2 separate regions of the Gossypium hirsutum genome follow, and region 2 is linked to region 1. A link is a contact called in public Hi-C data. All regions are on one chromosome and are shown on one strand. The core of a region is the stretch at or near the end of the contact, and the rest is flanking DNA. Distances in the headings are between cores, read along the strand shown.

Evidence for each region. Hi-C and Micro-C count contacts between places; a contact is called where the count stands out from the background.
Region 2: a Hi-C map of leaf shows a contact between it and region 1, with 7 times the contacts expected there. The contact joins the enhancer-like site here to the promoter of LOC107948150 in region 1. A contact is called at or near these places in 20 of 34 Hi-C or Micro-C datasets (callus, fibers, hypocotyl and 4 more).

What each region holds. Positions count from the first base shown.
Region 1 is chrA12:82,032,631-82,038,495 of Gossypium_hirsutum_v2.1, reverse strand. It overlaps LOC107948150, which reads left to right and starts at 2,849. Exons shown (of 4, transcript XM_016882619.2): 1 at 2,849-3,312; 2 at 3,496-3,651; 3 at 4,413-4,624; 4 at 4,706-5,245. The coding sequence starts at 2,992. The coding sequence ends at 4,874.
Region 2 is chrA12:82,110,522-82,116,386 of Gossypium_hirsutum_v2.1, reverse strand. No RefSeq gene overlaps it. Among protein-coding and RNA genes, the nearest start is that of LOC121211781, 8.2 kb to the right of the region's middle. Within about 2 kb of position 2,651, at least 3 of the 9 cell types and tissues checked have an H3K27ac peak or open chromatin away from gene starts, as enhancers often do. A contact at or near this core is called in fibers and leaf, where this site is marked.

The sequences.
Region 1 (5,865 bases), core at 1,600-4,099:
ACAATTATATTAATATTGGATTTTAGAAATAAAGGGATAAAATTTAAGAAAAATTTGGGCAAACAATACTCACCCAATTACCAATAAATTTTTGTTTCGGTGGTCTAACTATATAAACTTATAAAATGGTAACTTTAGTTATTTTTAATTTTTCTTTTTTAGCAATTCAATTATTCGAATTTTTCTTCTTCTTTTTTTTATCATCAACTATTAAATTACTAATAAAAAAGATAACTTGGTAGCTTTTAAAATTGGCATAATAGCAACTTTAACTTTAACGTTTATACATCTTATCAACTTAGTCTTGATTCTAAAAAATTAACCTTAAACATTTACACATGATGTAACTTGGTCTCTTTTTTTTCGGTTTTACTTTTATTTATGAAATTGAGGGTTAATTTTAAAAGAATGAGAAAAGATAAAAATGAATATCTTAGATTTTTGGGTATTTTCATTTTTGGTATATTTCCGACTTTTGGGTATTTTCTTTTATTTATGTGAAAGGGTCACAAAGAAAAGCAAAATTAAAAAAAAGGATTAAATTACACAATGTGTAAGCTTTGAGGGTTATTTTTTTAGAACCAAAACTAAATTTACACAATGTACTGAGGGTTAAAGTTGCTATTATGTCAATTTTAAAAGCTATCAAATCATCTTTCCATCAACCATTTAACAGTCAGTGACCAAAAAAGAAAAAAAAATTGAATAGTTGAATGACCATTTTATAACTTTTCATAACTGAGTGACAAAAAAAAAAACTACCAATAGTTGGATGACTACAAGCGAGTTTACCCAAGAATCTTTCATGTATGTTTTCACTGTTTATAAAAACTAATCTTAGATTCGTGATTACCTATTTCAATAATATCACAGCCAAAATGCGACAATTAATGTGAAAGCAAGAGCTTGGTAAGGATGAAGTTGAATTGACAAAAACAAAAGGGGAAAAAGTCTCATTACATGAAAATCAAGATATTATTTTTCTCCCATGATACTGTGTCAGAGTATTTTGTAATTTTGGTTATAGATTTTATCCCTACAAGGATTCTCTAGGAATTATCCAGACAAATGTAGGGCTTATACTACATTAACAAACAACCAACCAGTATTCTAAAGAACATTCAGCTTTCAACATTCCAGACAAAGGGATCAAATTGAAACCAAACCACCGTGGGATACCTAATGTTACCTAAATGTAAGCCTAACACCTTAAATACAAGCAAACAACTTCACAAAATTATGGCATTAATAATTCCTGTATTGAGTGATAAGAAGATGATGAAGCTATCATAAAACTCCTTTCACTATACTCTAGATTGCATTTTAGTCCTCTACTAAAAAAATAGTAAATTAGTCTTTGTAAGTTAGATGAGCAAGCAAAATAGCCTCTCCATTAAAATTTCACTATTAAATGTTTGTTTTAGTATTTATATATGAGGTATAATAACAAATTTAACTCTCGATATTTACACATTTATTCAATTTGACCCCTACTCTTTTATTGAAAATAAATTAGAAAATTTTAAAACTAATAAGAATAAAGGGTCAAGAAGGCTTTAGTAACAAATTAGAAAAAAAATTAATTAAGCCCTTTTAAAATTATTAAAAAATCAAAAAAATTGTAAACATAATTTATTAAAAATAAGTTATAAAATTTTTATTAAAAAATTAATAATATCAACCAAATAAAAGAATAGAGGTTAATTTTTAAAAAAAATCTTATAACCATTAAATTTAATAGGTCAGTATTGTTATTTTTTAATAAAATATATGATTTTTTAAAAATAATTTTCAAATTTTAAAAGGGCTTAATTGATTTTTTTTAAATTTGTTAATAAGGCCCTTTTGACCCTTTAACCTTATTAGTTTCAAAAATTGAATAAATATGTAAGGTTGATGGCTAAATTTTAATAGAGGGGTTGTTTTGCTCACTCATCTTACGTGCAATGACTAATTTGTCCTTTTTTCAGTCGAGGGGCTAAAATGTAATCCGAGATATAGTACAATGTTTTTGTTGTACTTTTACCATAAGAAGATTGATACCTAAAGTTTTGAGTTTTAAACGGTAAAATTACCATAGAGGTCATTGTATTAGGAGTCAAATTGCATCTTACCCACTTTACTTAATTGGGTAAATTAGTCCTTGTACATTAGATCAAATAGCAAATTGGTCATTTTGTTAAAAATTCAATCCATTTTAACTATTAAAAATTGTTCTTTGTATGTTAGAATGAGATACATGTGGCACACCATTGTAATTGTCTAACTATTATGTTAGCCACGCCATTTTTTAATAATAGAAATAAATAAAATTTTGTATCAAAAAGTATCAATTTCTCTTTGATCTAATAAAAAATAATTTGCTCTTTTTTAGAGTAAATGGGGCAAAATACAATCTAACTACTAGTACAATAACCTCGATGGTACTTTTATTGTTTTAATCTTATGAAGTGATAAGCATTGACAAAGAAAATTGATCCTTATATGTTAGATTAAAGAGAAAATTGATCCTTTCTAGTAAAAAAATTCATCAAATTCTACTATTAAAAATTGGCATTACTGATAAAATAACTAAATAATTTCACGTAGCGTGCCATATGTACCTCATTCTAACATGCATGGTCCAACTTTTAACAATAAAATGGATAGAATTTTTAAATAAATAATCAATTTACTCTTTGATCTAATGTATAGGGATTGATTTGCCCATATTTGAGTGGAGAGGAAAAAAGTACAAAGGGTTCCAATGGTACTTATTCCCAAATTGGTGGACTCCATTGTTACATATGGGCTGTGTACCTTAATCTTTCTTAAGAGTCCTAAAGACCAATAGCCCAACTTTGACTCAATGAAGAAAAAGATCTACAGTTTTTTTGGCCGGATCTCTCATTATCCAAAAGGCAAAACCTTTCTCTCACAAAACAAGTTCCCATTTTAAAGTTTCAAACTTCTTTTTTCTCTGTTCACTCACTTCTCTTTGTTTTTTCAGTGATGAACGACCTGTCCAATGCATCCCTAACAGAGCACCAAACTAGTTTCAGTTGCAAACCTATACCAAGTTTAGCCTTTTACACTCTTTTACCCCTTTTCTTCATTGGTCTCTTTGTCTCCATTTTCATCCTTGTTGTGGTCCATAATGCTGCTTTCTTCCTCTCTTTCCTTTTACTCTCTGCTTTAGTTGCTTCTTTTTTAGCTTGGAATGCTATTAATTGGAGACACCATAACAGATCTGCTTTCATGTTCTTTCTTAACTCTTTCCCTGATTCTGATCTTCGACTTGCACGTGAAGGACAGCTTGTGAAGGTCACTGGGGTACATCTCCACTTCAAAGTTCCTTCCTCTTTTTTTTTTTTAAACTGCATTTCGTATATTTTGTGGGGTTTTTGTGATTTTTCTTGGGGATTTCATTTGGTTTCTGAAAATTTCTTGTTTGCGTGTTGTAAAGTTGACATTATTTGGTAAATTTAATCTGCTTTTTTGTTGCTCATTTTGTAGGTAGCATCATGTGGAAATCTATCTTTAGAAACTTCATATGAAAGGGTTGGCAGATGCATATATGCATCTACTCTTCTCTATGAGTATGGACAATTTGGTCTCAAACCTGTTAATGTTAAAAGATCTTGCTTTCAATGGAACCTAGCTTATTGTGAGGTATGTGTATGTGTATGTTCTTATTGAATTAAATTGATGCCATTTGGTTGCATTGATAGATTGTGATAGATTATAATGACAATGCTCTTAACACAATTCTTGCCAACCTCCATTGTTCCATTTTGGCATTAGATTATAATGGCAATGATATCTTCTGTTAGATTACTTGTGTAACTATATCCATTTAGTTTTGATTCCCATTAATGACACTTCATTGTTCTCGTTTTGTTTTTTCATAGCCAAGAGAAATAATTTATTGCAATGCACTTGAGTTCCATGCTACAGTCTGATTTCTTGCTCCGATTGTCCTGATATCATGCTGATTTCTTCTGTTTACAGTCTGAATCGTGAACTTTGCAACTTAATGACTTATGGCATGCTTTAAGATCAACTAGTATGTTGTATGTGGTCCTTAAGTATGTTGTCCAAATCTATAGCAATTATCTATGAGAGGGAGTCTGTAGTCTAAAGGATCAAAGGCCAGATGGTTAATAATTTGGACCGTAATGGTTTCTCTATCAAGCTTGTCTCTAAATATCTCGAAGAATAACTAGGTGGGAAAACTGGATGAACATAATCTGTTGTTCCTGAATGTTGTTCTACTGTTCTTGATCCGATACTTAGTATAAAGCAGGTTGCTTCTTCACATTCAATATGTTTATCGTCTCGATTGTTCTTTCAAACATATCCGTGTTCTCTTAAATGTGGCGTCTGTAAGAAATAGAAATGTTTATGTAGAGCTTCTTTGTTTTGCTTGACAGAGGTTTTCTACAGATTTCTATATAACCGATCGCAAATCTGGTATCAGAGCCATGGTAAAAGCCGGTTCGGGTTGTAAAGTTATCCCCTTGATCACCGACAGCAAACTCGTCACTACTACGAAACAATGTAGAGTCCTATCTCCTCACCTCACCAATTGGTTACGAGAAAGAAACCTTTGTGCAGATGCCCGTCTACTACGTCTGGAAGAAGGGTAACCGTGCATATACAAACATGAATCTCAAATTCCTGGCTGCCTTTTGCCTATGCTTACTCAAACACTAACAACTTGCAGGTACATACAGGAAGGCAACACCGTAACTGTAACCGGAATGTTACATAAAAATGATGATGTTGTAACAATCGTTCAACCACCTGAGCTCTTCTCTACAGGATGCTTATGGCAAAAGTTACTTCTTCCTATCGATGTTGATGGTCTGATATTGGCCCCGGGGTGTTCTTAATACATAATAACCCTACCATTGACCTCAATGAACTCCGTTTGACACCCAAGACAGTAATGTCTGACATATTAACAGAAATATATCTAAGTGAAGAAGAATTTGGATGGTAACTGGTAAAACGGCAAATTTTATTCAAGGAATGTTACCTTTTTATAGTAAAATTTTGGTTCTTTTCACCCCCTTCAATTGTAAGATAAAAAGTAAAACTATGTTATGGTGAAAAGTTCTTAAATATTATTACCCTTTGGATAGATCAAAAACTTCCTGATTTGGTTTAGGGTTTAGAGTTTAGATTGAATGAGAGTTTATGTTATTTTCAATTTATTTTCTTCCATCATGAAATTAAAAAGTATTATTTACCTATTAAAAAATTAGCAATTGTTCTCAAAAGTACATTCCCAAGCATGCTCAATGATCTTGAATCTCTCTAAATATAATTTTTGTTGTTAAAAATATTACATCCCAATCCAAGCATCCAAGAAACATCAACCTTCATACACATACAGATGCACATACATAATACTTAGTTCTGTTTAGCATCCTCTTCAGCATATTGCTTACACTTAGTGCCCAGTGATTTCAATTTAGTATTACTAATACCAAAAGGTGAAGGCTTAGCATTCTCTGCAAAAACATGATCACATTCCTCATAAGCCTTCATCACTACCAACACGATGGCTTCGAGTTCCTTGAAACCTTGGGGTGATTTAATACCACGTTGAAGCATACCCAATGCCTTTTTCAAGTTTCCTATGGACATTCCATAGGCATTATCACAATACTTAACCATCTCGCTATTACCAAGTACCGGTACCTTATCCTTTGTACGCTCTGTTTCTTCAAGCATGTCTATTAGTTTGGCTTCGAGGATAGGGTCCGTTACTCCGCGACCTTTGACTTCTATGATTTCACGTCTGGCCGTGACTTGACCGGCAAGGAGAATCAAGGCTGCTGCAACAAAGGCCAATGTGAACGATGATTGTTGCTTGTT
Region 2 (5,865 bases), core at 1,402-3,901, 78 kb before region 1:
CCTAATATATGGATATTAAAATGTACTCAAATTAATTTATATTTTTAAATGATTAATTTAAATTCATTTATTTAAATTTTTTATATAAATATAGATTTGAGTTTTAATTTAATATTTATTAACTTTATATGATTTTTTTATTAAAATTTAAAACATAACTATTATTGAGCTTATCATGAATAATACTAAGGGATAAATAATAAAACTACACATAAACTTTAGTTCTATGTGCAATGCTATACATGAATTTTGATTTTCTTAAATGTATACAATTGAATCAAAGTTAAATTTTAATGCGCATATTTGAATCACAATTAAAATTTTGCATATGTAATTGCACCAAATCAAAATTTATGCATTGAATTGCACATCGAAATAAAGCTCATGTGTAGTTTTTATGTTTATCCCTAATACTAATAATAAGAACACATGTTCGCAATGGCCATTGTGTTGGAAAATATGGACATCACATATATAATAAGGGTAATTACATGTTATTATTTACTATCATGATAGGTTAGCCCAAATTAAAAGTGATCTAATTTGGTTAAAATTTTATTGGGCTTTAATTATTAAATAAAGTATGAGTCAAATATGTGTAGATACTCTAGTAATTGAGTTCTAATCAAATTCTAATTAATGATGGGCTCATTAGAATTTGATTAGAACTAATATGCAAAGGTCCGGTAAAACTTCAAGGAATTCATGAATTCAGGTACACTTCCGCATCTAGTTTTGTTATTGATTTATTTTTGATGATTTGACATGATAGATCTTAGTTTATTAAATTTTATTTCAGATTTGTTTTACAAATCTAACACATAACACTCAATATGGGTTCAAGTGATGGGACCTACAACTGATGGGAAAGTAGCTAAATGCATCCAACGAGTTAGCTAAGATCCATGATTGAAGCCAAGATATGTTAAGGGGTCAAGTTAAAATTAACTTTATTTAAAGCTACGAACTCAAATAGGTTGATAATCAAAGTGCCTCAACCACATTGGGAAAACATTCGGCCATTCAAAGATTGGCAATGGCTACGCTAGCACCCGACATATAGTTTCAAATCACGGGTCCTTCAAAGCTGATGGGAAGTAGCTGGTGGACAATATTGAAAACTTTTTATGAGATGAAATGAAATCAAGCCGAGCATAGGATCACAAGATATGTTTATATGCCGGTTCAAGTGGTGGCATGTGATTCCAAGTTTGATGTGATTAAAACCCTTTCTTCTTTTCTCTAAAAATGTAATGTAAGCTTAAAAAATTTCTTGGGTAATAAACATCTTTTGCCACACTAGAAAACAAAGTTAATAAAAAACTAAGCTAGTTTTTGATCGATAAAAACTGGTTAAAATATCTCGTAGGTCTCTTATTAAATGGATCAATTTAATCTTTATTAAAAAGAATCAAATAAGTCCAAATATAACAAAGGTATCATTTATTATATAAAAATTCTTATTTTTTTACAAAAAAAATAAAATAAAAGAAATTATTATTATTAAAATGGTAGTATAAAGATGTTATTATTATTTTTTTACTGAATTACAAACATTCAACATTTCTTGTTGATCAATTTTTAGGTAAGATGTAATAATAACAAAGCCAAAGTAAGTAGTTTTCCTTTCATCATACCCACACTTCCATTGGCAAAGCTCTTTCATGCAAAAAGCCATCAGCAATTAATGGATGTAATAGTAAAATATATTTTACAAAATAGAAATTATGTTAACATTACTTTCTCAAAAATTAGTCTTATCAACAGTAAAAAGAGTTTAAATATTACATTCCTTATTCATTCCAAAGACACACAAGCTAGCTATATATATATAATCAAAACTATTACTGCATCATATTTAGTTTAAGACCTAAAGCATTTTCTTATCCATGCAAATCTGGTAACATGTAGTGCAGATCTGTATATTTGAGAATATATAAGTGAATATGTCTGTAAACATCATCTCCAACTTGAAACCCTAGAGATAAAGTTTGACCAAACTTGAAAACCAGATCTTAATAACAGCATGAAACAAGCATAAAACTGACAGATGAGATAAAAAGAAAAAAAAGAAGCCATCATGGAAAAAGATCTGAGTAATGATGAACTAGAAAAGAGGGTTTACAAACTTAGTACTGACAGAAAAAAAGAAAAGAAAAGAAAGTAATGATGAAACTTTAACAAATTGGTCAAAAACCCTTTCATCATTGCACTGCAAAGTAACAAACAACCTTAATTTCAGTAAATAAAACACCCCAATGATCCAAAAAAACAACCCAAACCTTTTTTACATGCTGCAGTCCATGGGAGTTGCATATGGGAGCAATGATTGGGGGGAATGAAGCCTGGTCCGACGACACTAGTACAACCTTAATCCATTACAAAAATAAGCAATATAAAGATCCCCATGGCCAGAACAATATTGCAGGGAAAATGGATTAGAAACACAAGTGTCCCCGGTCCAGACAACATTCCCCTCAGAATGAATGCTCCCTTAAAAACTATATCTTCAAAAGAGGCTTTGGTGGCAGCTAAGGGTTTTGTGTATGTGTGTTGCTTGGATTCTCTCTTATCTCTTTATCCCCCCCAAGAGTTTAGCCTCTGTTCAAGGGAGGGGGGAGAGAGAGAGGCGGGGAGAGTGGTGGGGTTTTGGCCTTTTTGGGTGATAATGAAATAATGAAGAGGAAAATATGGGTGATGGGGGAGTAGTTAAGATGAGTAAAAAGAGTTGGAATTTGGAACCCAAAGTTTTAAAAAAATGAAAATTTTTGTAAAAGGTCCTTGTATTATGTATTTTTGATGAATTTAGTCTGTCTATTATAAATTGATGATGTATAATTTATCTAATTTTCAAAATGTGTATTTTTATTCTTGAAATTAAGGTTGGGTTTGATTTCTGAAAATATTTTATATTTTCATTTTCAAAAAATAGTTTTTATTTTTTTAAAGATGAGAAACACATTTGATAAATAGAAATAAAAATGTGTTTTCAATAAAATAAACAAGTTTTATGTTTATATGGATTTGAAGTGGGATACCAGATTATATAGGTTAGGTTATCATATATATATGTATAAATTTTTTTAAAAAAACTAGGCAGAAAAGTTAGATTTAATATTTAAAATACACATTTCAAAAGTAATAATTAAAAATGATTAAATTATAGTATAAGGACTAATTTGTAAAAAAACATAGTATAAGGACCTTCCATAAAATTAGACGTTTAGAAAAAGACAAAACATAGATGTAGACTCGACCCTACTAGCTATTTATTTCCTCAGTTTCAGAAATGACCACGACCACCATGCACTCGAATCGATTTTTTTAATTTAAAAAATTATAATTATTATGTTGTACTTTGATTATTATTTTTAAAAAATTTTAAACAAAACCAAAATTAGATTTAATAAATCTAAAATTAAAATAAAATCGATTATTGATTTTCTTCAATTTTTTGGTCTGCACAATCAAGATAAATGGGATGATGGTGGGATGCAGTCATAAACATGAAAATAGTAATAAATAAATAAATAAAAACAGAACCTAAAAATAAAGAAAGTAGAATAAAATTACCACTTAGATTGTTGTGTCTAATCGTTTATGTAACCTAGAATTCCAGGTTTAAAATTACTGTACTAATCATAACAAAATAATAGTATGATGACATAAATAATAGAATAGTCAAGTAAAAAAAAGTGAGTCACACTTACCCATACCTAATTTTCTTTTCCAACTACAAATTCATTATTAAATATTAAGTTATTAATTTCAAATTATAAAATAATAGAGGATCCCTGTGATTATAAAAAAAATATGGTTGTTGAGAAGTAGCTCAAGTGATAACATTCTTACTTAATCATTGTTATAGGAAATTTGTTTAAATAACATTAAGTAAAACGCACAATGGTTCACTTTTTAAGAAAATTCAATTATGGGTGGGTTTGGACAGGCGGTAAGGTGCGATGTACTTATTTTATTTTTTATCTCACGTTACAATATTTATTTTTACTGTCACTATTATTTTTACACTAACTGTAAATAAAAGTATTGTCCATTTAAATTCACCCCAAACAATTTTTTATATAAAACTATCATTTTTTAGAAAACTCGAGCTTTTAAAAGAGTAAATAATTATACTAACATGTTGAGAGTTATTGACACTTGATAAACATATTTCACAAACTTCTTCCTATAAAAATTATCAATTACAAATTTAATTTCTTTGAATAAAAATTACTTTTTTTTGTGACCTTGTGTGTGGTGTGTCACTATCGGGAATGGGAGAGGAATTCGAGGCGATGACCGACAGATAAGGTCAGAGAGTCCACCCTCTCCTTTTTTTTTACCTATCACTTCTATATTTAGCTAAACTTAGGTCAAAGTAACTACATTTTAACCTTTTTTCATAGCATTAATCACAATTGCATTTAAAGGATGCATGGTGTAATTGCATTGGTAGTAAAAGTTAAATTAAATAATAAATTAGTTTTTTTTAATTTTATTTATTTTTGGAGTTAAAATTTAATATTTATATGTTAATATAAAGTATATGTGATACGTCATATGTAATTATCTGATTATTTTATCAACAATATCAATTTTTAATAATAAAAATAAATAAATTTAAAAAAAATAATTTATATTTTTAATAAAGAAAACAAATATAATCTAAATCTTTATATACTTTCTACATTAATCCAAATCTCTTAAACTCAAACCTAATACGTGTTAGTGATATATATAGTGGCTTCCATGAGAGTATGATGTGTTTGGATTGTGGGAAAATATACATTGCTTTGTAGGTGTCAGTATAGTGACATGGCGAAACTAGTATCATTCTAACAGTACAGGTAACTCCCGCAAATTAATGAAAACTCTTTTTTTTTTTGAAAATAAATGAAAACTTATATTAAAGCAAAAATGGAAAATATATAAATATCAATGCTGGCATGCTCTATAATCTATGTTGTTTACAGCAAAGGCTCCACCATTCTTTTCTTTTCTCTCTCACAACTGTACATCAGAGTGACAAACGGAGACGACGATACTAGCTCCACATTTCAACGCTTTTCTTTTACAGTCTCGAAAATGGTGTGTGTGTGAAAGCAAACAACACGTAAATGTCAAATCCTGCATCCCACCCTACCTTTGTCCACTCTTCAATTATTAAAGGTTGAGTCTGATTATGTATTAAAGGTTAATCTATACTTAATGTTATTAATTTGTTAGTAAGTATAAGATTTGTCTATTTAATTTTAAAAAATTATAAATATTTATTGAATTATTTGAAAATTTTTATTTACATCATTAAGTTATATAGTATTCTTTGTTCGTACCGTTTATACCAATACCACTTAATTTTTTTTTCTTTTTCCCTTCTACAGTTTAATTTTATTTCATGAAATAGTTTTGAACGTCATAAATCTGTGAATTAAAATCCAAATAATTTTCTTCTTCGACTTCCAACATTAACTGCCAGGTCGACTTGAATCTAAGGTATGTTCTTCTACTTGTCTATAAGTATTAATTTATTGTATTAATCGTTGAATCATTGCTTGGAACTCGCTAGCTAGATTTTTTCTTTAAAGAAAAATAACAACTCAGTGATTTAAATAAAATTTTTTGAATAATTCAATAATTATTTATTAATTTTTTGAAATTAAGTGAATTTATAATTTATGTTATATTAAATTATAATAATGCATGAGTTTTTCTTTCAAATACAAACAAAATTTTATGATCTAATTTTAAAAAAAAATTCAAGGGTATACCCTTTTTTTCTTCCTCACTTGCCATAGCTTAGCTTAGCGTTGATTTTTCTAGTTTGTAGTTTCTAACAACACTTCAGCATCTTTACCTGGTTGA